Regions from separate parts of the Mus musculus genome. Here all the other regions are linked to region 1. Evidence: chromatin contacts called from public ChIA-PET, Hi-C, HiChIP or PLAC-seq and Micro-C data. All regions are on one chromosome and are shown on one strand. The core of a region is the stretch at or near the end of the contact, and the rest is flanking DNA. Distances in the headings are between cores, read along the strand shown. Region 1 holds the start of Cenps (centromere protein S). Region 2 holds the start of Slc2a5 (solute carrier family 2 (facilitated glucose transporter), member 5). Region 3 holds the start of Gpr157 (G protein-coupled receptor 157). Region 4 holds the start of Spsb1 (splA/ryanodine receptor domain and SOCS box containing 1). Region 5 holds the start of Slc25a33 (solute carrier family 25, member 33). Region 6 has its middle 27 kb from the start of Tmem201. Region 7 holds the start of Srm (spermidine synthase).

Region 1 (4,289 bases), core at 1,142-3,641:
TGTGTCTGAAGAGAATGACAGTGTACTCACATACATTAAATAAATCAATAAATATTAAAAAAAATAAAGTTCAACAACTAGCCGGGCGTGGTGGCTCACGCCTTTAACCCCAACACCTTGGGAGGCAGAGGCAGGAGGATTTCTGAATTCAAGGCCAGCCTGGTCTACAGAGTGAGTTCTAGGACAGCCAGAGCTACACAGAGAAACCCTGTCTGGAAAAAACAAAAACAAACAAAGTTCAACAACTGAACACACTTGTGAAATGTAACAATCGATCAGAAGGGTGTAAGAGAACAGAGAACCTTCCTCCTCTGCAGAAGACAAATATGCCACCCTGAACTTGACTTGTGTTCTCATCTTATTTTATTTTCTAGACAGGGTCTCCGTGTAACACTGGTTGGCCTGGAACTCACTCTGCAGACCAGGTTGCCTCCCAGAAATCTGCGCTCAGTGGCCCGTGCCAGGCTTCATCTGAACTCAGAGCCTCCAGCAGGCTAAAACGGCTTAGCCACACTCCCTAAGGAGGGTCAGGGCTCTACAACTGAAATGAGAGCCTGAGAATTGCGCTTGCTACAGAGAGCAGATGAGCAGTGGCTCCCTGCTTTCCCAAGGATGCCATCCTTTAACTCAGTTCCTCGTGTAGTAAAATTGTTTTACTATTTAATTTTAATACATAAACCACAGAATTATTTCATTGCTACTTCATAACTGTAACTTTGTGAATCTCTGTTGTGAATCATAATTATCAGATAGGCAGGATATCTAATTGGGGTCTCAACCCACAGGTTGAGGACCACTGAAATGAAAGCAAGCTGCCAAGTGAAAACAGATGATGGCCGCTTGGGTGCTCACAGCTGGGCTCTAGCGATGGTTCTAAAGGTTCTGAATTTCTTTTTTTTTTTTTTTAAGATTTATTTATTTATTATATGTAAGTACACTGTAGCTGTCTTCAGACACTCCAGAAGAGGGAGTCAGATCTTGTTACAGATGGTTGTGAGCCACCATGTGGTTGCTGGGATTTGAACTCCTGACCTTCAGAAGAGCAGTTGGGTGCTCTTACCCACTGAGCCATCTCTCCAGCCCAGGTTCTGAATTTCTTAAAACAGGAGTGCAGGGCAGACAGCCGATGGGACGCAGATACCTAAGGAAGCAACCCCCAACCCTGAGCTCACAATCATTCCCAGCTGAGATGGCAGCTCTGATTCATCAAACAACTGAATATTGGCTCTGACACCACCCCGTGCAGTAGTTATCCGTATTCCGACTTTGCAAAGGAGAAAACTATATTTGGGCCACGACTAACTGACTAGAGGACCCGAAATCACAACCGACGCCAGAGGGTGGGTTCTAGGGCAGCCTGCCAGGGGCTGACTCCGGGCTCTGCAGCATAGAATAGACAACGTTTCCCAGGTCCTAGTGAACTGCTCAGGTCTCACTATGTAAACCAGGCTAGCCTCAAGCTCACACACACCGCTCGCTCTGACTCCTGAAATTAAAGGCCTGAGCCCCACGCACTGTCCTCGCTTGTTCCTGAGACAGGGTCTCTCTAGGTACTTAACTGATCTAAAACTCGTAATCCTCCTGCCTCAGCCCCTGAATTAGTCTGTGTGTCTCTCCTGCATCTCTCTCACCCTCACACGCGCTATCCCCAGCCTCTTTTGTTGTTTTGTTTTGTTTTGTTGTTTTTGTTTTGTTTTGTTGTTTTTGTTTTGTTTTTCGAGACAGGGTTTCTCAGTGTAGCCTTAGCTGTCCTGGAACTCACTCTGTAGACCAATTGAGAGATGTGCCTGCCTCAGTCTGGGATTAAGGACTTGCGCCGCCACCACCGGGCGGGCCCTCCTTTAAGACAGGGCCTCCCGTAATCCCGGTTGGCCTCGAACTCGGTATATCGCTGAAAATGACTCTAAACTGGCTTCTGCCTCCACCCTAAGCCTCTCGCTTCCACACACACCCCGCTCCGTGCTGGGGTCACAGTCGTTCACCACCAAGCCCGGTAGGTGCGGTGCTGGGACTCGAACCCATAGATTCCCTCATGCTGGGCAAACGCTCCTCCAAGCCCCATCGTCTCTCTGTAGCGCCCACACCCGACCCTCACAGCGCCGGGACACCCGGACTCTGGCGAGCTGGACGCAGGCTCGGCGGACCGCACCCCCTCCTTGCAGCCGAGCGACGCATGCGCACACGCGGAGGCCGGCTAGGGACTCGGGGCCTTTCCCTCTCCCAGGACCTCACGTCCTGCCCTTGCTGGGACCCCATTTATTTTATACCTGCCGGTGAGAGAACTCCTGCGGCTCCTCAGCCTCCACCTCCTCCATCACTGCGGACAACCCCGGTCGGCGCGCCACTGTCGGCTCAGACTTTCCCGCGCTACCTCTGCGACGGGCGGCGCCGAGGGTCAAAGCGCGAAGCGCCTCCTTCCTGTCCCGCGCGCGCCCCCTGGCGACAGCTCGCGGAAGGGTCTTAGCGTTGGTGTGACCCGGGGTTCAAGCATCTGTAAGAACGTGCGTGAGATGGCTCACTGGTTAGCAGTCACTGAGAGCACCGGCCAGACGCACCACCCACATCAGGTGGCTCACTAAACACGTGTAATTCCATCTCTAAGGGACACAATGTTCTCTCTTGGTCTCTCTTGGTACCCGCATGCAGATGCACACACAAATACACACATATGCATAATAAATATATAAGTAAATAAAAGTGTTTAAGTAAAAAATATATATATGTTGGGCCTGGTGATGCACCCTTTTAATCCCAGCACTCTTGAGTCATAGGCCAGTGGATCTCTGTGAGTTCCAGACCAGCCAGGGCTACATAGTGAAACTTGCCTTAAAATTAAAAAACAAAACAAAACAAAAAAAGCAAGAGTGTATAGCCCACAATTAACAGATGATAAAGCACTTGGCTGGCAAGATAGCTTTGTGAAAGCCAGGCATGGTGGCACATGCCTTTAATCCTAGCACTTGGGAGGCAGAGGCAGGCGAATTTCTGAGTTCGAGGCCAGCCTGGTCTACAAAGTGAGTTCCAGGACAGCCAGAGCTATACAGAGAAACCCTGTCTCGGAAAGAAAGAAAGAGAAAGAAGAAAGAGAGAGAAGAAAGAGAGAGAAGAAAGAGAGAGAAAAAAGATCGTTTTGTGGGTCAAAACACATTGCCCTGCAAGCCTGGGGCCCTGAGGCCCTGAGTTTGATTCCCAGAACTGACTCCAGAAAGTTGTTTTCTTACATCCACTGTGTGCTCACACTCACACAAACCAATAGCCAGTTGATGTAAGTTATGGAAGGCAGCGCCTTCTATGGTGAACCATTCACACACACAACCTCGTGCAAGGAACCTTGGATTTTTATGGCTCTTCCACCAGCACCAAATCAGTGATCAGTGAGATCACTGCTCAAACGCTATCCCCTCAGAGCGAGTGGTTCACGTTACCAGGGACAAGAGTGGCTGCTTCTCCATTATGTCAAGCTATACAGCGAGAGGCTCTGAGGTGGCTCTGCAATAATAACAGCTGCCGTTCCTGCAGACCAGGATTTGGTTCATGGCACCCACATGGTGGTTCACACCTGTCTATGATTACTGTTTCCAGGAGTCAGTGCTCTCTTCTGATCTCCAAGAGCCCAATTCATGCACGCAGGCAAAACACTCAGACATTAAAAAAAGGATCTGTAGAGAGGTCTGCCTGGCCCCGAAATGGCTGTAGCCAATGCCTACCAGCTATTTCATATTATCGCTGTAATTTGCCTGCCAGTCATTGACACAGAAAAATAACTTGGGGCTGGAGAGATGACTCAGAGGTCAACCATCTGTAATGAGATCTGACACCCTCTTCTGGAGTGTCTGAAGACAGCTACAGTGTACTTACGTATATAATAAATAAATCTTTAAAAAAGAAAGAAAGAGCCAGGTGGTGGTGGCGCACTCCTTTAATCCCAGCACTTGAGAGGCAGGCAGATTTCTGAGTTCGAGGCCGGCCTGGTCTACACAGTGAGTTCCAGGACAGCCAGGGCTACACAGAAAAACCCTGTCTCAAAAATTCAAAAAAAAAAAAAAAAAAAAAAAAGAAAGAGAGAAAGAGAGAAAGAAAAAAAATAACTCAAAGCAGGGTCATGCTGATCATCTAAACTGTTACATTCTGTGTGAGGTCTGTTAATCCTTTTTTTTTTTTTTCAAGACAGGGTTTCTCTGTATAGTCCTGGCTGTCCTGGAACTCACTTTGTAGACCAGGCTGTCCTGGAACTCAGAAATCCACCTGCCTCTCCCTCCCAAGTGCTGGGATTAAAGGTGTGCACCACC
Region 2 (4,289 bases), core at 1,132-3,631, 980 kb after region 1:
CACACACATGGCAGAGCTCCTCATGACCAGAGAACTCTTCACTTCCCTCACCTGCCCCCACTTCCCACCTCACCACCACCACCACCCACCCCACCCCACCCCGCCCCCAGCTTGCCAAGAGCCTTCAGTCGTCCTGAGTTGCTCAGTGTGTTCATTTGACTGAACTCTGCCCGCTACTTAATTTTTTTATCAATTGACTTGAGGAGAGGGACATCATTTAAGAAAATGCCTTCATCTGATTGGCTCGAGGGCGGGGGGGGGGGCGTTTTCTTGAATGATGATTGACTTTCGAGGGCCCGGCTCTTTATGTATCAATACTACAACCTTTGGGCAGATGGTCCTGGGAAATATTTTAGAAAGCAAGCCTGAGGGACAAGCCAGCAGGCCCTTTTCCTCCATGGTCTCCGCTTCAGTTCCTGGTTTAGCTTGAGCTTCTGCCGTGGCCTCTCTGGAGGATGTACTGTGATCAGCAGTTGTAAGCTGACACAAACCCTTTCCTTCCGAAGCTGCTTTTGGTTGTGGTCTATACCACAGCCATGGGAAGCAAACTAGGACACTCTGCTTCCTCAGCGAGAGTCTGAGCCCCAAGTGGCCAAGGCTATTTTTGCATCCTTTTTCTCTCTTCTCTATACAGCAAAGGGCCGGGTAAATAAAAACACTGACTAACAGGAAAACTCACATCCCAGAAAGAGCAGCTTCCAAACATTTAGGTTTTCCTCCCCTCCCTCACCCTCCCTTCTCTCTCTCTCTCTCTCTCTCTCTTCCTTCCTCCCTCCCCCCCTTTTATTTTTTATTTTTTTTTAGACATGGTCTTGCATAGCCCACACTGTCTATCCAAGTATGGCCTAGATCTTCTGATAGCCTGCCTCCACCTCCCTAGTGCTGGGATCGTAGGCTGTGCCACCACACTGAGCAATACTCTTCTTCTGGACTGTGTACTGACAAAGTTTCTGTGTTGTGTTACTAATCGTGGTTTTGGAATTGGGATCTGAGACCTAGACCTTCATCCCAGAATTTTTGGCAAAGTTATTTCCCTACTTAGAGGCAATTTAAGGGCTGGAGAGAGGGCTCAGCAGTTAAGAACTCTTGTTCTTCTTGCAAAGGAGCCAGGTTTGGTTCCCAGCACCCACATGGTGGCTCAGAACCATACATGTAAGTCCACTTCAAGGGGATCTATCATCCTCTTGCGACCTAAGCAGGCACCAGTTTCCACATGCAGTACACACATACATGAAGGCAAAACACTCACGTAAAATGACATAGATATTTTAAAATATTTTAGAAGCAACTTAATATAAAAGATCTGAGAGGCTGCTTGGTGGGCTCGGCCTGTCTCACATCCTTCCCCACTGTGGATCAAATGACTTCCCCAAGAGAAAGGTATGGAAGAAGGCCCTCTAGAGTCCAGCCCGGAGAACTGCACCTGGCCACTCCCTTTTCTCTTTAAGACAATCCCTTGGCTCTTATCAGAGATGGCTGCTAAACCCAGGTCAAATTCCTGGAAATATTAGTAATTCGTCACATGTATTCTTTCCACCCGCCTCATTCTGTGCTCTTTAACTCACCAAAATGTCCGTGGGTTTATTAGTGCTTATTAAAGGCCTTTTTAAAGGTCCCATTGAACCAGAGGCTCAGACCTGTAACCCTAACATTTGGGAATCCGAGACCAGGCTCTCTCAGGTTCAAGACCTACCTGGACTATACAGTGAATTCCACAACACCCTGGACTACATAATGGAACTCAGTCTCAAAACACAAACAAACAAACAAACAAACAAACAAAAGCATAAAAATGAATCCCAAAGCTTAGATACAGCGGTGGATTTCCTGCCGCATTCAGAAGCCACAGAAGCAAGGGCGAGATGGCCAGGGAAGGCTCAGCAGGCCGGATCCATCTGGGAGGTCTGAAAACCAAGAGGATCCATCCACACACTTTCAAACCAGATGCACCCAGGGTACTGTGTTCCTAAGAGTGCCCACTGCCCACCTTCCAGCCCTCCACCCTGTTGGCCGTGGCTTGGCTGGGTCCTGAAATTGCGGACAGGTTCTTCAGGGGACACAGAAGACATGTCTATAGAATGACCTTCTCTTCTCTCTTGGAGAAGAGAGCCCTGGGGATGGATGTCCTTGGGGCAGACTGCAGTTGCCAGCCCAGAGGACCAGACAGAATCGCCAGCTCCCTCCAGGGGACACAGGGACGCATGCAGCTCCGCCCCCTCCCCCGCCCCCGCCCCCTACCCGCTCCTGCCCCTCCGCACCCCTCCCCGGCTCACCTCAACCGCAAGTGCTCTTGGGACTGAGGATGAGCGTTGGTCGCGCTGAACTGCGACTGCGCAGAAACCAGACTCCCACTCCGAATACTTCTCTCAGGGTCTGACCACAGACCTGCACCCACCCACCCACCTACCCTGTTGAGAAAGTTGAGGCAGGGATTGAACCCTCAGCTTTCAGATCTCATTTTACAGTAAAACAGGCAGAGAGAAGATTAATAGTTGGGGGCCAAGAAGCTGGCCTCTGTTCCCTACGCTCCCAAGATTGTAAACTCGGCTCGTTATTTCTGTACCCCACCTCTCACTCCCGCCCCCGAAGTAAGTGACACCACCTACAATTTACGTGCATTTTCTTTGGAAGGTTTTGTTTTTCTTCAAACTATTTGAAATACATGAATCTCTCTGGCCCCGTCACGCCTTAGTTGAAGAGCCACCGTGTTGGAGTGGGAAGAAAACAAGGAAGTTTTCCTGGAAGGAGACGCCCCCACTGTCCATTGCTACCCGAGCGGATCTACACTTCTGGATGCAGAGTGGGCTCCTGATAAACGGCTGAAGGGTGAAGGACAAGAAGAAAGACATCTGCTGACTGAACTCGAGCAACAGCTAATAAATCAAAGGAGCATGTCTAACAAGGATGAAAATCTGCGGGCCTGGTGGGACTTTGCTCAGGTTTTGGCTGCCTGGCCTGGTCAGTCCGGTAGCAGTTGAACACGTGCTGAGCGCCGGAGCCCGTGGTGACCAGCTTGTGGGCAGATTGCTGGACTCACACCAGCCTCTGGGGACTTAGCCTGCCCTGCAAAGGAAGAGTACAAGAAGGTATTTGCTACTTTCCCAGTACTGAAAAGTGTATCTCTCCGGGCCGCTCGGGGTTCCTTAAAAAGACAAAATAAAGTTTTCTCCTCAAACAGCGTTACCTAAGGCCAGGGTAGATAGCTCAGCCCTAGAGCACAGGCAATCCGTACTCGGTCTCCAGCACCAATAATAATAGTGATAGTAACGATAATAACAGTTTCATCATGGTTGCTTGAGCAAGAACTGACTCTCCACTAGGGACACTTGGCAGTAGAAGGTGTGGTGGGAAACACTAGGCTAAGCCTTTACAGCCCCATATGTTAGCCCATTATCTAATGTGGCATAGGGCTGGTGACAGCTGTTGCTGTCCATGTGTTCCAGACAGAAATACACTTTCTAGTCATTTTTCAAGGCCGTGCCTGGTGAAGACTTGAGCAGTGGAGGCTGTTTCCCCTGGGTACCTCGCTGAGTCCACAGTTTCAGGGGACCCACTGGCTTAGCCAAACTCTACATGTTTAACTTAAAAGCAGAAGTGAAAGGCAGGGCAAACGCTGCCGGTGCCTGAAAGGGTTATTCTGACTTAGACTAGCAATAAAAATGCAATTGGCTGAGAGTTGGCACGGCCAAAGTGCAGCCTAAATATCTTCCCTCCCGAACAGCACAGCTGGCACTTTGAGGAGGTGAGCCGCAGGCTGCACTTGCAGAGCAACGATGGAGGAAAAACATCAAGAGGAGACAGGGGTGAGTATGTGGCTGGCAGCGGTCAGAGGAGGGGGGTGGGGCGGGGGCGGGGGTGGGTGTCGACTGCTCAGCTTCTTGCTCAGGTATTGCAGAACCTGCCCTGGGCGGCGGGATGCGCTTGTCTGGAAGAGGGCAGTTTGCTCAGAAGCCCAGCAAAGAGTAGGGTTTTATAGGAGTCAGTGCAGTGTTTGTAGACAGATGCCCGTTAGGAATCCTGCCACCGGAACAGCTCTCGGAAAGTGCCTGAAACGGGGCTGGTGAGTATGGTTCTGCTCGTAGAGTACTTACCATGGGTCCAGAAAGTCCAAGGTGAAGCAGGTATGGCTCACGCTTGTGCCTTAGCCCTTGGGAGGTAGAGGTGGGAGATGAGGAGTTTGAGGTTAATCTCAGCCACAAAGGGAGTTCAAAGCCAGCCTAGGATAAAGACCCTGTTTGTCAAAAAAAAAAAAAAATTTTTTTTTCCTTTCTCTTCCAAACTCACAGTGT
Region 3 (4,289 bases), core at 1,073-3,572, 950 kb after region 1:
AGGCTAGGGGGAGAATTTGGGAGTAACGGCTAGTGAACACTTTTTAAAAAATATATGTTTATGCAGCTATTTAATTTGTACTTAGATTTCACATCGAAATTTCACAGGTTTTAAATGGCCATTTTGTGGTTTTCAACATTAATATAGAATTATTTCTTGGATTTCTGAATATTTGATATGAAATTCTTTTTTTCCCCTTTTGATTGAAAATAGATTTTCTCATTCACAACATCCTGATCACAGTTTTCCCTCCCTCACATCTCCCTGTTCTGCCAACCTCCCCTTCTATCTAGTTCCACTCCTTTTCTGTCTCATTTAAAGAGAACAAGATTTACTTATTTGCATTTTATGTATGCCTGTGCGCCTTGTGTGTGTAGTACCAGGAGAGCACAGCAGAGGGCGTCCGATGCCCTGGAACTAGAGGTGACCAACTGTTAGCCCTCGTGGGTCCTGAACTTAAGCCCTCTGCTCTTCATTGCTGGCCCATCTTTCCAGCCCAAGTACTTGAGGGAGAGCAAATGCTATAGATTAAATCATTACTGTGGTTGCACAAACTAATAAATGTACTAAAACTCAGTGACTTGTAGGGCTAAAAGGGCCATTGTTGATGACAATAAAACATACATTTTAAAAATTTATTATTATTATTTATTTATTTGTTTGTTTGTTTGTTTGTTTTTGGTTTTTCCAGACAGGGTTTCTCTGTATAGCCCTGGCTGTCCTGGAACTCACTTTGTAGACCAGGCTGGCCTTGAACTCAGAAATCCACCTGCCTCTGCCTCTCAAGTGCTGGGATTAAAGGCGTGCGCCACTACTTCCCGGCCTTATTATTATTATTATTATTATTATTATTAATTATGTGTGTGTGTGCCCCCATACTAACTTATGTGCTTGCGAGTACCTTGCCCTTAGAGAGCAGGCCATGGGATGCACTGCAGCTGGAGTCATAAGTGGTTGTGGGCCATCGAATATGCAAGCTGGATCTTGCACAAGTATCTCCATCCCTAAGAAATACAAAATGTTCAAACAAGAAAAAAAAAAAAAACCTCTGTAAACTGGGAACTATGCTTCCTTACTTTTTTCTTTTCATGTAACATATTTAAAATTACATTTTTTTAAATTTATGGGTATGGGGGTACGCCAGCCACAGGTGTGGAGGTCAGATGTGGAGGTCAGATGACAATTTACCCCACCAAGTGCGTCCTGAGAATCAAATTCAGACTGTCAGTGTTATTCTGCCCTGGCAATTACTCAAGGCCATCTCATAGGCACTAATGTTTCATTCCTTAACATCGCACCTGGCGCTGGAGAGATGGCTCAGCGGTTAAGAGCACTTGCTGCTCTTCCAGAGGATCAGATTCGAATCCAGCCCCCACATGGTGCAGGGGGTGGGGAGTCTGACGCACTTTTCTAGCCTCTGTGGGCACTGCATACACATGGTACAGGTACATCCGTGCAGACAAAATATCCACGCACGTAAAATGATAAAATGTATTTTTAAAATAGCACTAATAAGGTATATAGAATAAACAAGGAACTAAAAGTATATATATATTTCAGTAGGTGAGCACTTCATTGGGATGTGTAAGGTCCTGAGTTGTACACCCAGCCCCACAAAAACACAATACTTTCATTGTAACAAAAGTTAGAAACTTCCCCAAATCACCACCACAGATCTTGTGAAGATTTCGAGTACCCAAGCTTCAGGAATGTAGGCCATGCTCTGGACCTGTTTTTGCCACCATCGGAAAGAATGTTTCCAGCAACCACCCCTCCCCTCCCCAACACACACGTAAGCAGGCTGATCAGGGGAAAGTAACATTAGCCTTAAAAATGCCATTCTCCCCTCCCCGCCTCCCCCCAACCCCCAGAACAGGATGTCCTGGCCATTTGCTAACCTCCTAGAGTGGCTCTGAGAGGCAGAAGGCAACGATTGGGACAGGACTGGGAGGTACTAGGTAAGAGGGAAGCGTAGAGGCGCAGAGGCGTGGGGAAACGCGGAGAAGCGATTGAGCTTGAGGCTGAAAGAGCATCAGGGCGGAGCAATGCGCAAGTGGGGGGCATGGGAGGAGCTTGAAGGAGGCTGGGCGGGGCTCTGGGGCTACAGGGCGGGACATGGAGAGCTCAGGGGCGGAGCGCTGGAGCTTCAGATTCGGATGTGTTACTGCGCAGGGGCGGGGTGCAGGGGCGGGACGCGAGGAGAGCGCGCAGGGTTACAGAGTCGGGGTGTGGAGAGCTCATGAAGGGGCTACCAGCTTGGAGACAGCAGGGGCGGGGACTCGGGACGAGATTAGAGTGCTCAGGGGCGGGCGTGGAGTGCTCAAGGGAGGGACCTGGAGGACTCAGGGTAGGATTGTAGAGCTCAGGGACAGGGAGTGGAGGGCGCCGCGGTGAGACCGCTGTTGTGTAGTTGTTAGACTGGGCGGGGCTGGGACGCAGGCGGGACCCGTGGGGACGCGAGCCCGGGCGCCAAATGCCCAGACAGAGGCGACCGCGGGCTCGGCTTGGCCACGACCTCTCGGCACCCTTAGGCCTGTGCACCCTGGCTGTCTGCCCTTGGTCCCCAACCCACCATGCCCTCACCCGCGCCTCCCACCGAGCTGCTGCCGTGGGAGCGCGCGGTGGTGCTGCTGTCGTGTGCGCTGTCAGCTCTGGGCTCGGGCCTCCTGGTGGCCACGCACGCCCTGTGGCCTGACCTGCGTAGCCGGGCGCGGCGCCTGCTACTCTTCCTGTCGCTAGCGGACCTGCTCTCGGCTGCCTCGTACTTCTACGGAGTGCTGCAGGACTTTGCGGGCACTTCGTGGGATTGCGTCCTTCAGGGCGCTCTCTCTACTTTCGCCAACACCAGCTCCTTCTTCTGGACGGTGGCCATCGCCCTCTACCTATACCTCAGCATCGTCCGAACTACGCGCGGGCCCTCCACGGACCACCTAATCTGGGCTTTTCACCTCATCAGGTGAGTAGGAGACCCGGCTTTGCCTCCAGGCCCCAGACCCAGGCTTATGGGTCCCGGGCCTTGCGTGCTGTGCTGTGGCATTCGTGCTTTCCCTATCTAGGTGTCAAGGTGGTGTGTCCTACTGGCAGTCACATGCATCCCCGAACCATGGAAGGGTGCCCAACTTGCCCAAAAAGTTGGAGCCAAACCTGTCTGAGCGTCTCTGAAGAGGGTGGTCTCTGTATCTGCCCCAGCCAGAATCTCCCAGCAAGGTGTGGGTGGGTGCAGAACTTGCCCATAGGAAGAGGTCTGCCATTTAGAAAGGAATTGGAGACAGTCTGTGCCCTTTGCCTCCTACTTCACCGCGATCTGGCAGTCTCTGCTGCCCATGGAGAGAAGTTCCAGTCTGCAGGCTAGAAGATGAGTTAGGTGGCTGCCCTGGCCTAAAAGCCCACAGCTTCCAATTCTATACCACAGTGGTTGTGGTGCGTCCAGCCACTCTCAGACGATAGTGTGCCAACTGTAAAATGCACAGAGGTATGCTTCTTTAAGCTTTTCACGACATTTATAAACTTCAGGCCCCCATTACCTGCACTTTCTTAGACGCTTTTAAAAAAGATTTATTCATTTTATTTTATGTGTGTGAACTGACTGCATGTATGTATGTGTATGTGTCACGTGTATGTGTACTTGGCGCCCTCGTAGGTCAGACGAGGGTATCGGATCCCCTGGAACTGGAGTTACAAATGGTTGTGAACCATCATGTGGGTGCCGGGAATTGAACCAAGGTCCTCTACAAGAGCAAGAAGTGCTCTTAATCACTTCTCTTAACCATGCTCTCAACCATCTCTCCAGGTCACTCGATGTGGTCTTGATTGTCGAGAACTCAGGTCAGGGTCAGGCTGTCAGCCACCTGGAGTCCCTGAGAGTGGGGAAGCCCAAGGCCCTGCACTATGCTGGTCCACTCTTCTTTCACGCTTGTCAGCAAGAAAGCTGTGCCCAGAGGCCAGCCTTCCCTCCTGTCGTTTCAGTTTGAAATTCTCGGCAGTCTGCGCAGAATTTGAGGCAGGAAGCCTAAGGCTTGTTTCCTGTCTCTTTGCCTCAGCTCAAGGCACCAGCGTCCGCCCTAATTATAGGTCCCTTCTATTAAAAACTTGAATGCTTTCCAAGGGCCGAGCGGGTAGTCAGCACTTTGGTAGAGACAGGTCACCTGGGTGTCACACGCAGAGGCCACAAGCTGGGAAGAGTCACTTGACCTCCTGTTCTTGTAGCTGTTGGAAGGAGACCAGCCGGTCCTAAAGAAACGAAAGAGCCCTCCTCTCCACTTGCCAAGCAAAATCTTTGTGCCATGTCA
Region 4 (4,289 bases), core at 999-3,498, 820 kb after region 1:
CAACATCTCTGCTGATTCCAAGGGGACCCATTTTATGCAGCAGCCACGAGGAATCCATTGAAGGGTGTGTCCACCCTTGCTGGCACAGCCTCGCACTCAAGAAGCCTAATTTACCCCCTAAGTGACTTCACCCAGGGCCCCAGGCAAGAACCAGCCTTCCTAAGACTGACAGTTATGGCTTCTCCCCAGGTTTTGGTCTGGCTGATTTGAGTGGGATACAGGCTAAGGAAGAAAAAGGCTTGTAAAGTTTCCGGATTCAGAAACTCCATATCTCCCATCTAGATAACATCTTCGATCTATTGGAAGAAGTGTTCCCTGCAGTAAAAGGAGAAGAACTGTTTCAGATGATCTAATCCAGCCCGTCAGTTTGCAGATAACTGGCCTATGACCTCAGAGCTAGGGACAGTAAGCAACAGCCAGGATTTTTGTCTTGGTGCATAGCCCTGGCTGTGCACTTTGGCTAAATCACCCAACCTCTCTGGGCCTCCACTGGGAAAGGGTTGGTCTGGGCAGATAGTCTCTAAATGATGTTGGGATTCTCTGACTGAATGGTTCCCTCTGTCTGTACCACTAATGTTAGTGTAGTGCTTTCTGCCTCCCAGAGATGCGAGCTGGGAAGGCGTAGGGCAGAAAGGAAAAGGCAATCCCACTCTCTCCTAGAGTCTAACAATTAGGAAGAAAGCCAACTCCCTCCAGGCCATCCTACCTCAGCGTGTGTGTGTGTGTGTGTGTGTGTGTGTGTGTGTGTGTGTGTGTGTGTGTGTGAGTGTGTGTGTGTATGTGTGTGTGTGTGTGTGTGTACCCACATACACACACACACACACACATACACACACACACTCGTCGGCGATCCTAAACCTTCAAGGACACCAAGCCTTCATCATGGGGGCTGGCGCTCTTACCATAAACACCTGTTAAAACTCAGCTCATGAGCAGTTTCTGATGTTACTAACTAAAGTGTTTAATTAACTATTACTCACTCAGGAAGCAGCTTCTGCCAGCTCACCACCACACTGTACAGCTTGAGTTCAGAGAAAAAGAGAGAGGAGCCTGAGCCCCGCTCAGCTGGCAGGAGCTTCCCTGGAAAGGTGCCAGCCAGCACTCCAGCAATACCCCACTTACCAAAACCAACCAAGCAAGGGGAGTTATACTCCACAACCTTCCAGAGCCAATGGCCAGCCCCACTACTGTTCACAGACAGGCAAGAACATTTAGGAAACACACATATTCACAACGATACACAACAACAGACACGAACAGAAACTCACAAGGTCACACTCTCATTCGCAAAAGCACACACAACTTCCTGGCTGGCAAACATCTTCACAGGCACCATTTGTGAACATTCAGTCTTTGCCATGGCACATCCTTAAACTTGGAGATTAGCAAGTCCTCGCACACTCGTCAGGCGCGGGACAACTCATCCTCTGCTCTACCATCCGATTCAGGCTGCTCTTGTTTCTCTGTTTCCATCGATTTCCTGACATAACCTCGGTTGCCCGGAGAAGCATCGGCGGCTCCGGGGTGGCTGGCGCCGCGCGCAGTGTCACCAGGCAGTCTCCCAGAGAGAGGCGCTACGGGGGCCGGATCGGGAAGGGGGACTAGGGCCGCTACAAATCAGAGCCCGGACTGGCGGGAAAAGCGAAACTAACTTAACTCAGCAGGGTCGCGATGCATGGGGCAGAAGGGGTCCCCTCGACTTTGGCGATGGGAGTCCCCCTCAACAATCAGAACCCTAAGGCGCCCTGGGACTAAGGAGAGCCCCAGGCCTCTTTCTCGGTTTGCAGCCTAGGCTCATCTTAGGGAGCGACTGTCCCCGCTCCACTGAGGTCCCCACCCAATGCCGCCCCCGCAGGTGGGACCCCAGAGCCTCCGCAGCAGAAGCGGCAGCGCACTGGGCGGCGCCCGGCCCCTCTCCGGGGACCCAAGATCGATCATGGCTCCACGCCGGGTGCCCACCCTATGCCCACGCTCTGCCCCGCGCCCACCCTCTCAGTTCTCTCAGCGTGGTGGTCCCCGTGTCTCCCCCATCCCCGGATCCCAGAGCCCGAACGCGCGCCCACCCAACCGGTCTTCGGTGTCCCATGCCGCCTACCGCGCACAGAGAGGCCGCAGCTCTTGGAGCTCCGGAGGCTCGCGGTGCCCAGGGCCGCGCCCGCTGCAGAGAGCGAAGTCGCTTCCTCCCCGTGGCCCCGGCGCCAGCGCCTGGAGCTGGTTCCTGCAGCAAGCGCGCGGGCCGCTCGAGCGCGACTCCTGCGCTGAGAAGAAAAAGCCACCGACAGCTCTAAGGTGGGAGGGCGGAGAAAAAAGAAGGACGCGCCGTGGGCGGGGCTTGTACGCTCCACCCCGCCTCCATTTGCCCTGCCACGCCCCATGTCACGCTCCTTCACCACGCCCCGCCTCAGGTCACGCCCTTTTTATCGCAACCCTCCCTTCTGCCTGGCGCTCCTCACAGCCCTCCCCTCCGCACTTTCCCGCTTAGCCCCGCCCTACACCACGCCCCTTCTCCTGCCACGCCCCTCTACTTTCCGACCCAGCGCTGGGTTTCCTAGCGTTGAGCGGCGCTGGTCGCCCGAGAGCCCGGAGCGCGCAGGGCTCTGAGGCAGGGCAGGCTTGGGGCTTTGCGAACTCTGTAGCCCCCGATACCACCTTCTTGCAGAAGGGCTGTAGGCTCAGACATACATCGCTCTGCCTTGGCCTCTGCAGCAAGAGCTTTGATTCCTCTGGAGAAGTTTTTAGGAAAGGCTGGACCTAAGGCCAGGATCATAATAACAGAAAACCTGCGCGGGGGCTGCGGTGGTGTCCAGCACTGTATTGAGGAGCTGAGGTTCATTCTTTAGGGAAAAAATGTTTGGCAGGGTGAGGTTATAGCAGTAATCACAGGAGCAAGATCTTGCTTAACTCGTTTGAAACTCCGGGTTAAGGTTCTGTAATGCTGTCGTGCAAAGGAACTGTCTATGAGTCCATGTGTAATCCGGCTGCTCTATACTTACTGTTTCCGCGCTCATGGAGACAGACAGGCAACTCAGAACTTCAAGACCCCGAGGTCCTGGTCGCATAGGCGTCCACAGTACCTAGACAATGAGTTTAGGATGGCACAAGCGACAGGGACTTCACATTAAAAGTACACCGTTAGAAGCTCTAGTCTGAAAGGGATTTTCCTTTCCCGTCATTACAGAAGAGAGTAGTCACAGGTGACTGAGGGAATTTTCACTCCCATCTTCGCGATATCCCCTTAAGATCTTCCCACTCCTCACCCATACGTGGGGAGGGATGCTAGAGAAGTTGCTATAAATACTGTGGCCGCTGAAGTTATTTAATCACTCACTGTAAAGACCCGAAGGGCCGGAGGCTACTGTGTAGATTCCAACCACCTCACTGTTGCCAATTTTGTTTGAAAACACAGAAGCTTCCAGACTGCTATGGACAAGGTGGGTCTGCGTGGGGAAAGCGGCCTCTCCGGGGCGCTATTGGCTCTTCGAGCAGGCAGCCTTGCCGGTGACTCAGGGGGGTGACTCCCTCCTGTTGGACTCTTCAAAGTCTGGGAATTTGAAGCATTCCCTGTGAGCACGGCAGCCACTGACCCATATAGCTTGGAAAGAGAGCATGTTCCATATGTTGAGCGAGAAGTACGTGTCCCTTATCAGGTGTGGTCGGTCACCTCACAGGGCAGGTACTGCAGCACTACACCTGGGACTATGTACTCTCTTCTAAGACTTGTCTTTTGCCTGGGGGAAAGCTTCCAGAACAGATGGAAGCTGTTTCAAATGGTTAGAATGGCAGCTGTCGGGGGGGCTGGAGAGATGGCTCAGTGGTTAAGAGCACTGACTGCTCTTCCAAAGGTCCTGAGTTCAAGTCCTAGCAACCACATGGTGGCTCACAACCATCTGTAATGGGATCTGATACCCTCTTCTGGTGTGTCTAAAGAAACCTACAGTGTACTTATATATAATAAATTAATTAATTAATTAAAAAAAAAAGAATGGCAGCTGTCCATTTGGGTCCTCTTAGCTTTGACCCCAAGAAAGACAGCTCTCAAAAGGCTTGAATATTTCTCTATCAGCACTCCTGAGTTCTGACCCTGTTGGGTAAATGGATACTGATGGTCTGAATATCTAAGCTTACCTGACAGTCATCGTTCTTATCCCTGGGACACCGGGAAGGTGGGCTAGTAAATCTCCGTTAGTCATACAGCAGTGACTTCGGTGAGTCAGAGCACTGTGAAAGAGTCCTCAAAGCCGGAATGTGAGGGGAAGGGGCGTGATCCTATTGTTTGTTGAAAAGTCATT
Region 5 (4,289 bases), core at 1,214-3,713, 640 kb after region 1:
TGAGTTCAAGGCCAGCCTGGTCTACAGAGTGAGTTCCAGGACAGCCAGGGCTACACAGAGAAACCCTCTCTGGAAAAACCAAAAACCAAAAATAAACAAACAAACAAACAAAAAAGACTATGAATTGTTTTGGTGCAGTCTGTTTTTTTTCCAGGATCTAAAATAGATTTTCACTGGTTATATTAATTTATAAGCCTTTGATAGCTAGTAGAAGTGTATTACCAGGACCTGGTGGCACATATCTTTAATCGTGGTACTTGGGAGGTAGAAGCAGAGACAGAAGATCTCTGTGAGTTCTAGACCTTGTCTCCAAAAAACAAAACTTGTTTATATTATTATAATCAGGGATATCGTTAAATCTGTTTGGGAACATAGCCTTCAATGATTATTCAACAAACAAGGGAAACCAACAGATTTTAAAAGCAAGATCTCAGACTTCTCAAAGGCATTGAACTTAGCTCTCTGGAGAGATGCCAGCTAACAACAGAGGAAAGGGCTTACCAGACCCCTGGGCTGACAACTTTTAACTATAGTCTGTGCCCTCTTTATACTGACTCCTTTCATGCTCTACCTTAAAAGGTGTTTTAGGCTAAAATCCAATTAGAGCTCTGAAAGCAGCTTTTTGAGGGTTCATTTCTTTTCTCATCTGCAAGCACAGAGATCTTAAATGGCTAATGAAGGAACCAGAACTTGTTAAACACCACTGCTTCAGGCACAGCACTAATAAACTCCCTGCCTCTTAATGAGTCCCGCAAGCCTCACTGCCCATTGCAGTATTCTCTATCAGCACGTAAGAGGCTGGAATTGGCAGCCAGAGGGCACTGTGAAGGGTGTGCAGGGAAATCCATCCAGACAGGGTCATCAACTATAGTAGTGAGCCTCAACACAGGCCACTCTGAAACTCCCCCAGTTAAGAGCAGGCAGACATACAACATAAGAGACCACTCAGTTAAAAAAGAAAAGAAAAGAAAAAGTATAACAAACAAACAAAACAACCCATTGAGTATAAACTTATTTCTCTTGGCTTTAAAAATATGCCTAACAGACTTTAAGTTCCCTGGGATGACACATTTATATAAAGTGAGGGTGCCTTCTAAGGCTTACTCTCAAAGGTTAATACCAATGAAGACATGGATAGGAGGAATGAAGGCCTGACAGAAATGGATGAACAAGAAATTCCTCCTGCCTAGGCACAACCATTAAAGCTATCTGACGGGTGAAAGGTACTGCCAGCCTGCCAGGTAAAAGGACCAAGGCACCAGAAACCCTTTCATCACCGTTATTTTCTGGATAACCCTTTCATTAACCATTACTTTCTAGTATATGGAACTGTTTAGGTCCAGTTATAGTTCTCAAGTGAAGATGATAACACAGGAAAAACGCTGCATGTTATGTAAAACTTAAATAGCTGGGCTAAATCTCAAAGAGCTCTTCATGACCCCAGGGCTGGGGACACAGCTCCATAGATAGTTTGAAAAACCAGCACCAAAAGGGTCCCAAGCCACTAGCAGCTATGACAAAAGGAAAAGAAAAATACTATTTAAAAAAGAAAACCCCAAACTTTCGTTTTTTTAGGGGGTTAATTCAGCTCCTAGTTGTATCCTCCTATCATGATGTGTTCCTCCACTGAAAATCACTGAAAGGTGCTTTAGGATCGATTAGCACTGACCAACCTTCCGAGGTCCCCATTTACCGTCCCACGTGGTGCAGACCAGCATCCGTTCCCCCCCAACCCCCCATACTCCGCAGGGCAGGCCACGGGCTGCCCTGCGACACCTGCCCGCAGCTCTGACCCAGCGCAGTACCTCCTGGGCTAGCTGCCCCGGGACCTCCAGCATCCGCACCTCTGCAGCGGTGAGTGACCGCAGCGTGATCAGGAAAACGCCAGGAGGCCGGAGCCACAGGGGCTCGGCGCGATCGCCCCTGGTGACAGTCACACCAGCCAGGAATTGTTCAAAAGGAGAATACGGCGAGAGGCGGCCGGTGGGTGGGGGATGGGACCGCGGACGCGCCGGGTGGAAAGCCGCCGTGCCGGCTGACCCCGCGGTGGGGACGCCGAAGCCACGACCCTCCTGGGCTGCCCGTCCTGGCTTCACCCCAGTCCGCGACGGACGGGAAACGCGGATTCCCAAGGCCACGGCACGCAGGGGGAGAAGGCCGGGGCTGAGGCGAGAGCAGCTCGGGCCCCAGACTCACCCGCCGGCGAAGAGATGAAGCAGCGTGTTCTCTTTCTGCTGAGTGCCCGTCGCCATGGCCGCGCCGGCTCCGCGGCCCGCCGCAGCCGCTCGTGGGACGCGCGAGGTCTTGAGCTCCGCTGGCTTCGCTGCCTTCCTCAGGCAGCCGCCGACGCGCCCATGCGCGCGGGAGGCCCAGGCGCCCGGCTCCCTCCGCGGCGTCGCGCCCGGCCAGTCAGCGGCCTCTGCGGCGCTTTCCAGCCGCTAGGCAGAGAGCCTAGCGCGCGGCCGTCACGTGGCGGAGGCCGGGCCGTGACGTCGCGGGGCGCGGCGCGGCGGAGGTGTGGGCCCGGATCCCGTACGCCTATTGGACGGCAGGTGGATGTGGGCGTGGCGGTCGTGCAACGCGGGGCGGGATCAGGCCCCGAAGGGCTGCTCAGGATAATAAGAGGATGACCAGCAAACTGGTCAAAGCTGCTTGGTCCTTCTCAGAGGCTGGAAACTGAGTGTGTAACCATGCCCTATGCTCCAAACCTCTTCTTCTTTTTCTTCTTTTTAAAATTATGTTTATGTGTGTGTGATTTGTTTTTTTTTAAGACAGTCTTACATTGCAGTCCTGGACTGCCTGGAACTTGCCATGTAGACCAAGCTTGGCCTCAAATTCACATTTTATCCGCCTGCCTCTGCCTCCCAAGTGCTGGGCCTAAAGGCGTGCGCCACCACTACCCAGCACCTTGGAACTTTCTATGTAGACCAAGATAACCTCGAAGTCACATTGATCCTTTTGCCTCTGCCTCTCCAGTGCTGAGATTACCCAGCTGTTTTTTGTGGTTTTTATTGTGTGTTTTTAAGGGATGTCATGGGTTCACACATGCCACTGTCTAATGGTGAAGACCAGAGCACAGCTTGCAGGAGTCAGTTTTGCCTATTCATCATGCAGGTCCCAGGAATTGACTTGTTTTTTGAGACAGGGTTTCTCTGTGTAGTTCTAGGTGTTCTGGAACTTACTGTGTAGACCAAACTGGCCTCAAACTCACAGATCTACCTGCTTCTGCCTCCTGAGTGCTGTGATTGAAGGCATGAGCCACCATGCCTCACGGGTCCCAGGAATTGGACTCAAGTTGTCGGATTTGGCTGCAAGTACATTTACCCTGAGCTCCCGATCTTTTTAAGAATTTCATTCTGTAATATTTCCATGTATAAACATGTATGGTGATTACATATTACATCTCACAGCTCTGAGCTTAAATAGGAAAAAAAAAAAAAAAACACGTCACCTAAACAGCCTGCCCTCCTCTAGCCTACCCTTAGTGTTTTGTGTGTTCTTGATCTTTCTATAAATAGCATTATATTTGGTATGTATTTTGCAGTGTGAATTTTGTACTGTGTGCGCTGATGCTCGGACTTGAGCGACCCAGATCGCTCCTCCCCTTAAATATCCTGGACCACTGCCACAGTGAGCCTGGCATCTTCTTACCTCCAGGTCTGGCTCTTGGCTGGGCTTTGCCTGGTTGCCCTGGCAGCACCCTGATCACATGGCTTCGGTGACTCCATGTGGGCTCGTGTACTCACTCTGTTTTATTCAAACTGTTTGTCCCATTCTGGAATGCAAGCTCCATGGGAGTGGGGGGCCTTGTTTTTACACTTCATGGTTGTTCTTAACAGATTGTTCCTGTCACGGTACCTGCCACCTAGTACTGCCCAGGGAACTAATAAACAAATGTCCTAGATTGAACTGATCATTCTACTCCTCCCCCAAGCCTGCTCAGTCTCTTCTGTTCCCTGCCCTGGTAGTGACTCTATATTCTGCACAGGCACCAAGGCCATTAATGTCAGCTTCTAAACTGACTCATACTCTCTCCCTTCCCCTCCCTCCCTCCCTCCCTCCCTCTCTTCCCTCTTTCTTACTTTCTCCCTTCTTCTGCTTCTGACACTTCTAGCTCTGACAAGTCTTGGAACTCATCCTTTCCTTCCTTCCTTCCCCCTCCCCTGCTAGGGACTCCAGGTCTGTGTGTGTCCCACCAACTCTGCAGCTGAGAGGAAGCTGTCCCCACAGGCCACTCCTTTGCTCCTTTACCTTCCAGAGTATTCGGATGCAGAACACACCAACCCATT
Region 6 (4,289 bases), core at 800-3,299, 570 kb after region 1:
TAGGTGCTGTAAGACTAGGTTCAGGATTATTCTGTCTGTTCAAGAAAAAGAAAGAGAGCTGGGGTGTAGGTCTTATACAGTGCTTGTGGAGTAAGCCCAAGACCCCAGCACCTGCTTCTACCTCCCTGATGTGGGGATTAAAGGAGTCCACCACCACTGGCCAGTTTATATTTAACTTTGTAAAGGTATATTCTTTTTTCCCCGCCTAGAGTCAAAGACTACTAAGGCTCAAATACATGGCAGAAGACACACCCTATGTGGAACCCTAAACTGGCACACTGCTCCCGGCAAGGGAACAGATTTCTTTAAGAAGAGCCATCATCGGGCTGATGACTCTGACCACTGGTCCCTGTAAACTATCTCCTCCTGTTAGACAGCAAGCCTGGGGCCTTCTGGAAACTGCTGGAGGGGAAGTCATCTTCCAAGAAATGAAAGAGAAAGCCTTCCACGCCCATCTGGAAAATGGTTTCCCCATCCCACCCTTGAGCTGACAACTCTTCCTCTACTGCTTGGAAGCCCACACCCTGGGGCCTGCCCACTTTAAGGCTAAAGATTCAAGTGGACAGGATTTCAAGGCATTGGCCTAGACAAGAGGTATGACTCCAAATAAACATTGCAGAGATGGGGCTGGAGAGACAATGCTGACCTTAGGAGCTGGTTCTGTTTGTTTTTGCAGAGGACTCAAGTTTGCTTCTCCCATTGAGCAGTCCACAGCTGCTTGTAACTTCAGCTCCAGGGGATCTGATGTTCTCCTATGGCCTTTGCAGGGATTGCTACATAGACACATATATACACGTAATTTTTCATCTTAGTATATGTATTTATTTTATTCTTCTGGCTATGAGTGTTTTGCCTGCTTGCACACACACACACACACACACACACACACACACACACACACACACACCACATGTGTGCCTGATAAACATGGAGGTCAGAAGACCGCAACTAGAGTTACAGGTGGTTGTGAGTCACCATGTAGATGCTGGGAACCAAACCTGGGTCCTTTGCAAGAGCAGTCAGTGCTCTTAGCCACTGAATTTCTCCAGCCCCTATACACATTTTATTTTATTTTAGACAGGGTTTCTCCGTGTAGCTCCTGGACCTTGCTCTGAAATCCAGACTGGCCTCAAACTCAGAGAGAGATCCACCTGCCTCTGTCTCCTGTTTTGTTTTGTTTTGTTTTTTTCGAGACAGGGTTTCTCTGTGTAGCCCTGGCTGTTCTGGAACTCACTTCGTAGACCAGGCTGCCCTGGAACTCAGAAATTCGCCTGCCTCTGCCTCCCAAGTGCTGGGATCAAAGGCGTGTGCCAACACTGCCTGGCAGTGGTGTTCATCTTTAATCCCAGCACTCAGGAGGTAGAGGCAGGCGGATCTCTGAGTTCGAGGCCAGCCTGGTCTACAAAGTGAGTTCCAGGACAGGAAGGGATACACAGAGAAACCCTGCCTCAAAAAACAAAAACAGGGGCTGGTGAGATGGCTCAGTGGGTAAGGGCACCCAACTGCTCTTCCGAAGGTCCGAAGTTCAAATTCCAGCAACCACATGGTGGCTCACAACCACCCATAATGAGATCTGATGCCCTCTTCTGGTGTATCTGAAGACAACTACAGTGTACTTACATATAATAAATAAATAAATCTTTAAAAAACAAACAAAACAAAACAACAAAAAACCAAAAACAACAACAACCACAACAAAAAGAATACCACCATGTTCTACCAGAGCCCTGTACACATAACTAAGCAAAGTATAAATTTCAGGTAATCCACTAGGGCTTTATGATGGATGGAGATCTGAGAAGCAAACTGTGTCATCCCATCCTTAGGGACATGGCTCTGCCAAAGTCCCGGCACCAGGCAGGGAATGGCCATGGCCATCACAGCTCTACAAGAAAAAGCCTGGCCAAGAAATTCTCAGGCAGGGCTAGAAGAGAGTCCCACAATGGCTAACTTCCCTGTGGGCGGAGCCTGGGGCAGCCTTGCTTCCTTACACGGGTAAGCCCAGACAAGCTAACATCAGAGCACAGCTTTCCACATCGCTTCTGTGCCTCTGCTCTACAGAGTCTGGTGTGGTTAACTGACTGATCGTTCATACACTGAGGAGTCCTAGGGAGCCACCTAGAGGAGGGACAGCAAAACAGGAGAGGGGCAGAAGGTAGGGCTGAGGACAGAACCATTAAAGAGGGCAACAGGAATGAGGATGTCTTAGAAAAGCAGAGGAGGGGCTGGACAGGTAGGTGGCTCAGCAGTTAAGAGCACTGACTGATCTTCCAGAGGACGTGAGTTCAATCAAAAAATAAAAAATAAATAAAAAATAAAGGAAATCTAAAGAGATTGAACAAGCGTGCATGTGCTTGCTTGTGTGCTGTGTGTGTGTGTTTCTGTGTATATGTGTGCATGTGCTTGCTTGTGTGCTGTGTTTGTGTGTGTGTATGTGCTTGTCTCTCTTATGTTTGTGTTTCTCTGTGTTGTGTGTGCTGTGTGTTTCTGTATGTGGCTCTGTATTGTATATGGTGTATGTGTCTGTTTTTCATGTTGTGCATTTTATACATTTTATATATGTGTATATATGTGTATTTGTGTATGTCTGTTGGTATATTAAGTGTGTGTGTTATGTTTGTGTATATATGTGTCTTGTCTTGTATTGGTGTGCACGTTGTATATGTGTGTGTATTGTGGATGATATGTGTGTGTCTGTTTGTGTGTTGTATGTATGTGTGTGTTAAGCAAGACCAAAACAGGATGAACTCACATGGACACAGTTAGCTTCTAGCCTGTTAGTCTGGCCTGTTTTTGGCAACTCTTCCCCTTTGTAATCAAGAAGGTGGGCAACCAGCAGACAAACTTGACTCATGGCCATAACTTACTGGACCAGAATGGAGGCTCGGATTCCAGCGAGGCCAATCAAGTCCTTCCCAGAAAAGTAGACTTGGGACCTGTTGAAGAGACCCAGGATAGGTCAGCTAGGTGGGTGTCGCAAGTGGGGACAGGTGAGGGTGCCTCAGTCTCTGGCTCTCACCAGAGCTGCCAGTACCTGTAATGCTGTCACATGCATATTTGACCTTTGTCCAGTCGCCTGCACTCAGCTCCTAACGTCCTGGAAAATTCTGCAGTGGTGTCTTTCTGTGGCCAGGGCTGACCAGGCCTGAGGGCTGCTGGACAGTCTGAGGATGGGGCTGGCTGCTAAGGGAAACTAACTAGCTGTGTGGAGAGGGTGGGAACTTTCAGCCCTGCCCTCCCTCCAGCTTACTGAGAGGGGAAGAAGGTCTAGATGTCACCAGCCGCTCCCACATAAATCCTCAAGAGAACAGGGGGATCTTTGTCGTTTGTTTTGAGAAAAAAATCTCATGGATCCTAGACTGGCCCCAAACTCACTACAGAGCTGAGGCGGACACTGATCCTCCTGCCCAGGCCTCTGAAGTGCTAGGATTACAGGCCCCTGGCTTTCTGGGATGCTGGGGCTTCCTGGGTGCTAGGCAACACTGTACCTCAAGAGGGCAGTGTTCTGAGCGCTTTCTGGTCAGTGCAGCCAGGGTGCCCCGTGCCCTCCCTGACCTGGGCCATTCATTCCTCTCTCCACTGTCTCTGTCACGTCTAGTCCTTTATTACAAGTCAGAAAGAGCCAGGGAACAGTTCCCAGAGTTCTCAGAGGGGCTCCAGCAAGTTAGCGGAGCCTGACAGGGGGGTCGTGGGAACTGGGCTTTATCAACAGTCATCCAAAAACAGGGAAAACAACTTTGGGGACAAGGTTACCTACTACAAAGTCCCCTTTTCCGTCCCAGTTAAAGGGCTGGTTTCTGACTGTGGTCTGGGAAGCAGACTGTGGATGGTGTATCGAGTGAGGCCGCAGTTGAGAATAAGGTAGAAATGAGGCAGGCTCACACAGTCAGTCCCTCAGGAACTCTCACCCCATCTGCCCTTACTGCTCTTGATGCTGCCCTGACAGGGAACCTGCAGGTCCAGATCTTCCCAGGATCAATGTGTGGTTTGCAGTACCCCGACTCTGCATCTGGCTACTCGGAAGAATTAGACCCCCCCCCCCCCGGCATAGATGTTACCCAGCTGGCCCCTTGCCCCAGAGGGACTCCACTTTGTCCTTGGTTGTATCCTTGCTTTGCAGCACTCTGTCCTCTGAGCAGCTCTGTGTCGGACTCAGCTGCCCTCTAGGAACATGGCCTCTACACCCATCAGGGTGCGGTCCTTAGTCACTTGCTCTCTGCCTGCCGATAGTACTGGAAGTGAGTGTGTAGGAATGCCATGGAATGGATGAGTGAATGAGTGGATGGATG
Region 7 (4,289 bases), core at 545-3,044, 550 kb before region 1:
AAATAAACAGCCATCCATAGCCCAGAGGCAGAACTGTGCTGGTTGGTAAGTACGGAGGCTGCTCAGTAGATAGTCTTGAGTCCACAATGTTGGTATTCTGTTTGGACTCCGCCCCCATAGTTACCTGGTAACAGCCAGGTATGCTCCTCCCCACAGTTAGGCCTGGCCCACTATAAAAAGGGCTGCTTTCCGCCCCCCCCCCCCCGCCCTCTTCTCTCTTATTCTTTCCTCTCTCTGCATCTCTGCATTCCCTCTGCCCCCTCCCCTTTTTCCACGTTGGCCTCTATTTCTCTACTCTCTCCCTCTCTCTGCTTCTACTACCCTCTTAACTCCCCTCCCCATGCCCTAAACTGTTCTATACTATACCTTGTAGCTGGTCCCTCAGGGGGAAGGGATGCCTTGGCATGGGCCCGCTGAAGCACCCTCTTCCCCCATCCCTCACCACACCCCCATAAAACATATTCTTATACCTCTTTATCTTTTTTTTTTTTTTTTTTTTTTTTTTTTGGTTTTTCGAGACAGGGTTTCTCTGTGTAGCCCTGGCTGTCCTGGCACTCACTTTGTAGACCAGGCTGGCCTCGAACTCAGAAATCCGCCTGCCTCTGCCTCCCGAGTGCTGGGATTAAAGGCGTGCGCCACCACTCCCGGCTTCTTTTTAAAAAAAAAAAATTTTTTTTTTAGATTTATTTATTATTAAATGTAAGTACACTGCAGCTGTCTTCAGACACACCAGAAGAGGGCATCAGATCTCATTACGGATGGTTGTAAGCCACCATGTGGTTGCTGGGATTTGAACTCAGGACCTTTGGAAGAGCACTCAGTGCTCTTAACTGCTGAGCCATCTCTCCAGCCCCCCTCTTTATCTTTTTATGTACACAACACATGCTGTCCCCGTCAAGTTCGTAAAACTGGACACGAATCTCCATCTGAGCCATTGTGACCCTGGATGCCCTGGTAGCAACTTTGTAGACCTCCCTCCCTCCCTCCGTTTGCGAGCTTGAAGTCAGCCAAGGCAGGGACAGGGCTCCAAGCAACAGCTCATGCCCTTCAGCTGTGCGTTATGACAAGGGGACATGCTCCCACTCCAGGTGGAGGCTGCTGAGTATCAGTCAGAAACCGTCCCTGACACCGTGTCAGGAATAGCTTATTCGTGGTTCGTCTTCCTTCTTTGGCATTCAAACTGTGTATGGAGCAATTAGCATTTAATATTCGGTAATTAGCATGCTTAATGTGATTCTGATAAGTTCCTTGACATTTTCATAAAAACAGCCACGTTCCCTCCCACCCTTCAAGGAGCAAGACCCAGTTTGTAAAAAGAAAAAAAAAGCCGCGCCAGTCTTTTTTGGTTTTGAATATGCATGTGCGGGGCCTCAGCTGGTAAATTTAGAAAGAGCTCCATTCTTATTCTGCAGCCACCCGCTCCTGGCTGACAATCCGGAGCAAAGTAGCCAAATGGCGCGACAATCCTCGCAAGTAAATAAAAGTCCCATGTGCGCCCAGACTAGACACGATCTGCTCAAACCCTACGGGGGTCCAAGGATGGGCCCCAGCCCTCGAACCGCTGCGCCGGCGCGGCCCGCCCCGGAACCCTCCCGCCGCCAGGGCCTCTCCCCACGTGGCCCGGCAGCCGGCCGCACTACCCTGCTGCGGCTGACAGACAGCACGGCCCAACCAATCACTGCTAGTTGCAGCCCGGGGAGCCAATGAACTCCTGGTGAAGCTGCGGGCCGGCCCACGCCGCCATTGGAGAGCCGGGGTCCCGCCCCTCCGTAGGCCCCGCCCCCGAGCGGGTTAGGTTGCGGCGCGGGCAGCGGGCAGAGCTGGTCACGTTGTGCTGGGGGGGGTCCGCGCGCCCTGCAGTCCCGAACCCGCTACGCGCTCCGTCGGCCCGCCCGCCCGCCATGGAGCCTGGCCCCGACGGCCCAGCCGCGCCCGGCCCCGCCGCCATCCGTGAGGGCTGGTTCCGAGAGACCTGCAGCCTGTGGCCCGGCCAGGCCCTGTCGCTGCAAGTGGAGCAGCTGCTTCACCACCGGCGATCGCGGTACCAAGACATCCTCGTCTTCCGCAGGTATGGCCCGCCGCGCGCCGGTGCAGCTGTCAGAAGTTCTGCGCTGGGCCCGGCCCTGCGTCCACGTGTCACTATCGGGACACGTCAGCCGAGGGGACCCCGGGACCCACCCAGCCCCCACACGTGGCTCGCCTGCCACGTGTCACCCCGAATGCCCACCCCTGGACCCCATGGCGGCCACGTGCACGCCCAGGGAGGACAGGGACCTAACCTCCCAGTGTCCCAGGACCCACGTCCCCGACTGTCTCTGCCCGCAGTAAAACCTACGGCAACGTGCTGGTTCTGGATGGCGTCATCCAGTGTACTGAGAGGGATGAGTTCTCCTACCAGGAGATGATCGCCAACCTGCCGCTCTGCAGCCACCCCAACCCGCGGAAGGTACCGCATTGCCCCTGGGTTCAGCCCTGAGCTCGGGGTCCTAGAAAAGCATGTCGGGCTGACACTAGGTGAGGATGTTTGGGGGCAGATGCTACCCAGATGACTGTCAGAAAATGCGGGTCGGTCAGGATGAATAGAGCTCCTGGGAGAGCTGGTCTCCTTAGAAGCCCCGAGAGGGGAACCCAGGCTGCCAGGAAGGACCCCGTGGCACAGAAGCGTTCTGGAGAGTAGAGAATGACTCAGAGTCCTGTAGCTGGGAAGATCAGGTTCTGTGGGAGTGGGCCTGCTCAGTCCTGACTTGTCCTTCCCTGGCCCAGGTGCTGATCATCGGGGGTGGAGATGGGGGCGTCCTACGGGAAGTGGTGAAGCACCCCTCTGTGGAGTCGGTGGTCCAGTGCGAGATTGATGAGGTGGGTGCAGTCCAGGAGGCCTGGATTTGAGTCACCAGAGTCAGCTCTGTCCCATCCTGACTCTGCACCCCGAGGCGCAATGTTCTTACCATCCCTGCCCTGTTTCCTCAGTCTGAAAAGAGGGTTCAGTAGGAAAACCAGATTGTTAAGGCCTGGCACACACCACACCATGGATGTTAACTCTTAGTGCTTTCAGAGCCCAGGCAGAGCCAGAGAGCTCAACAACTTATGGCATCTCCCCTTGAGACCCAGCATGGTTTTAGTGAGCACTTACTGTATGCTGAGTGTTACCCAAGGTGCTGGGTTGATACGGCCATGGACAGGTGAGCCCCTGAGTGTAGAGCTGGTGTTTGGGTTGGAGAAGACACCATAACACAGCATGACATGATGAGGCCAGACAGGGATAAAAGATATGGAGAACACAGGCTGATAGGAAGTGTGCAGCCACGCATGCTTACAGCCCCAGCACTTGGGTAGAAGCAGGACGATCAAGAGTTTGAGGCCAGCGTGAGTTATCTGAGACCATCTCTCAAAAATGCAGAAGCTCAGATGGGACTTGGTCTGCAGGGAGTTGAGGCCTGAAAACCATGAAGAGCTGAGGTGGTGTAGATCTGGGGGAAAGGGTTTTCAAAAGAGAAGACTTGTCCAAAGAAACCCCACCAGGAGTCCCCAGCCTCTAGTCCAGCCCAGCCCTTCCTCTCCCCCCTCTTCAGGATGTCATTGAAGTCTCTAAGAAGTTCCTGCCTGGCATGGCCGTTGGCTTCTCCAGCTCAAAGCTGACTCTCCACGTGGGCGATGGCTTTGAGTTCATGAAACAGAACCAAGATGCCTTTGACGTCATCATCACCGACTCCTCAGACCCCATGGGTGAGCCAGGGCACGCGCGTCCTGCAGCACACAGCAGCCCCAGACTAGAGCCATGTGATGATGGAGGCCTGAGGACGGTGGGGGTCTAGCCTTGGTCCATAGTGACCTCTGCTTCCTCTTTGGCTTCTTCCCTGTGCTTGTTGGCCAGCATCCGGGTGTGCTATGGTGCAGTGGGGGAGGGTTTGAATGCAGGGCCTCCCAGGTGCTAAGGCAGTAGGGGGCCACATCCCACAAACATGGGTCCAGCACCTGCTTTGCCACTGAGCTGCTGTGGGTGACTGTGGCCTGGAGGTCTCAGGCAGGATGGCCATGCTCTACCCCTCTAGGCCCTGCTGAGAGCCTCTTCAAGGAGTCCTATTACCAGCTCATGAAGACAGCACTCAAAGAAGATGGCATCCTGTGCTGCCAGGGTGAGTGCCAGTGGCTGCACCTGGACCTCATCAAGGAGATGAGGCACTTCTGCAAATCTCTCTTCCCCGTGGTGGACTACGCCTACTGTAGCATTCCTACCTATCCCAGCGGCCAGATCGGCTTCATGCTGTGTAGCAAAAACCCGGTGAGCTGGG

The links. HiChIP or PLAC-seq counts read pairs in DNA pulled down with a chosen protein or histone mark. Hi-C and Micro-C count contacts between places; a contact is called where the count stands out from the background. ChIA-PET counts read pairs in DNA pulled down with a chosen protein or histone mark.
Region 2: a contact with region 1 is called in an H3K27ac HiChIP or PLAC-seq map of large pre-B cells, with 3 times the contacts expected there. The contact joins the promoter of Slc2a5 here to the promoter of Cenps in region 1. A contact is called at or near these places in 3 of 484 Hi-C or Micro-C datasets (the G1E-ER4 cell line and pre-B cells) and 1 of 115 datasets of contacts at active chromatin or transcription factors (large pre-B cells).
Region 3: a contact with region 1 is called in a Hi-C map of the G1E-ER4 cell line, with 6 times the contacts expected there. The contact joins the promoter of Gpr157 here to the promoter of Cenps in region 1. A contact is called at or near these places in 1 of 15 datasets of contacts at CTCF or cohesin (embryonic stem cells), 7 of 484 Hi-C or Micro-C datasets (the G1E-ER4 cell line, embryonic stem cells, palatal mesenchyme and 1 more), 1 of 115 datasets of contacts at active chromatin or transcription factors (large pre-B cells) and 1 of 9 other capture datasets (liver).
Region 4: a CTCF HiChIP or PLAC-seq map of embryonic stem cells shows a contact between it and region 1, with 5 times the contacts expected there. The contact joins the promoter of Spsb1 here to the promoter of Cenps in region 1. A contact is called at or near these places in 3 of 39 promoter capture datasets (cranial neural crest, hippocampal neurons and pre-B cells), 1 of 15 datasets of contacts at CTCF or cohesin (embryonic stem cells), 1 of 484 Hi-C or Micro-C datasets (cortical neurons), 1 of 115 datasets of contacts at active chromatin or transcription factors (pancreatic cancer cells) and 1 of 9 other capture datasets (liver).
Region 5: a contact with region 1 is called in an RNA polymerase II ChIA-PET map of memory CD8 T cells, with 6 times the contacts expected there. The contact joins the promoter of Slc25a33 here to the promoter of Cenps in region 1. A contact is called at or near these places in 2 of 39 promoter capture datasets (the 3T3-L1 cell line and stem cell-derived epiblast-like cells) and 3 of 115 datasets of contacts at active chromatin or transcription factors (large pre-B cells, memory CD8 T cells and pancreatic cancer cells).
Region 6: a Micro-C map of B cells shows a contact between it and region 1, with 6 times the contacts expected there. The contact joins the enhancer-like site here to the promoter of Cenps in region 1. A contact is called at or near these places in 1 of 39 promoter capture datasets (hippocampal neurons), 1 of 15 datasets of contacts at CTCF or cohesin (large pre-B cells), 17 of 484 Hi-C or Micro-C datasets (B cells, CD4 T cells, the HL-1 cell line and 12 more), 3 of 115 datasets of contacts at active chromatin or transcription factors (large pre-B cells, pancreatic cancer cells and pro-B cells) and 3 of 9 other capture datasets (adipose tissue, embryonic stem cells and liver).
Region 7: a contact with region 1 is called in an H3K27ac HiChIP or PLAC-seq map of stem cell-derived neural progenitor cells, with 5 times the contacts expected there. The contact joins the promoter of Srm here to the promoter of Cenps in region 1. A contact is called at or near these places in 1 of 39 promoter capture datasets (hippocampal neurons) and 5 of 115 datasets of contacts at active chromatin or transcription factors (astrocytes, embryonic stem cells, forebrain and 2 more).

What each region holds. Positions count from the first base shown.
Region 1 is chr4:149,135,209-149,139,497 of GRCm38.p6, forward strand. It overlaps Cenps (centromere protein S), which reads right to left and starts at 2,392. Exons shown (of 5, transcript NM_027263.2): 1 at 2,268-2,392. The coding sequence starts at 2,315.
Region 2 is chr4:150,116,963-150,121,251 of GRCm38.p6, forward strand. It overlaps Slc2a5 (solute carrier family 2 (facilitated glucose transporter), member 5), which reads left to right and starts at 2,382. Exons shown (of 14, transcript NM_019741.3): 1 at 2,382-2,588; 2 at 2,693-3,086; 3 at 3,722-3,803. The coding sequence starts at 3,774.
Region 3 is chr4:150,085,181-150,089,469 of GRCm38.p6, forward strand. Gpr157 (G protein-coupled receptor 157) reads left to right here and starts at 2,323. Exons shown (of 4, transcript NM_177366.3): 1 at 2,323-2,956. The coding sequence starts at 2,574.
Region 4 is chr4:149,952,758-149,957,046 of GRCm38.p6, forward strand. Spsb1 (splA/ryanodine receptor domain and SOCS box containing 1) reads right to left here and starts at 2,249. Exons shown (of 3, transcript NM_029035.2): 1 at 2,096-2,249.
Region 5 is chr4:149,771,804-149,776,092 of GRCm38.p6, forward strand. Slc25a33 (solute carrier family 25, member 33) reads right to left here and starts at 2,464. Exons shown (of 7, transcript NM_027460.2): 1 at 2,197-2,464. The coding sequence starts at 2,252.
Region 6 is chr4:149,708,677-149,712,965 of GRCm38.p6, forward strand. No RefSeq gene overlaps it. Among named protein-coding and RNA genes, the nearest start is that of Tmem201, 27 kb to the right of the region's middle. Within about 2 kb of position 2,050, at least 148 of the 459 cell types and tissues checked have an H3K27ac peak or open chromatin away from gene starts, as enhancers often do. A contact at or near this core is called in B cells, embryonic stem cells, pancreatic cancer cells and 1 more, where this site is marked.
Region 7 is chr4:148,589,719-148,594,007 of GRCm38.p6, forward strand. Srm (spermidine synthase) reads left to right here and starts at 1,795. Exons shown (of 7, transcript NM_009272.4): 1 at 1,795-2,068; 2 at 2,326-2,446; 3 at 2,764-2,856; 4 at 3,570-3,723; 5 at 4,050-4,279. The coding sequence starts at 1,902.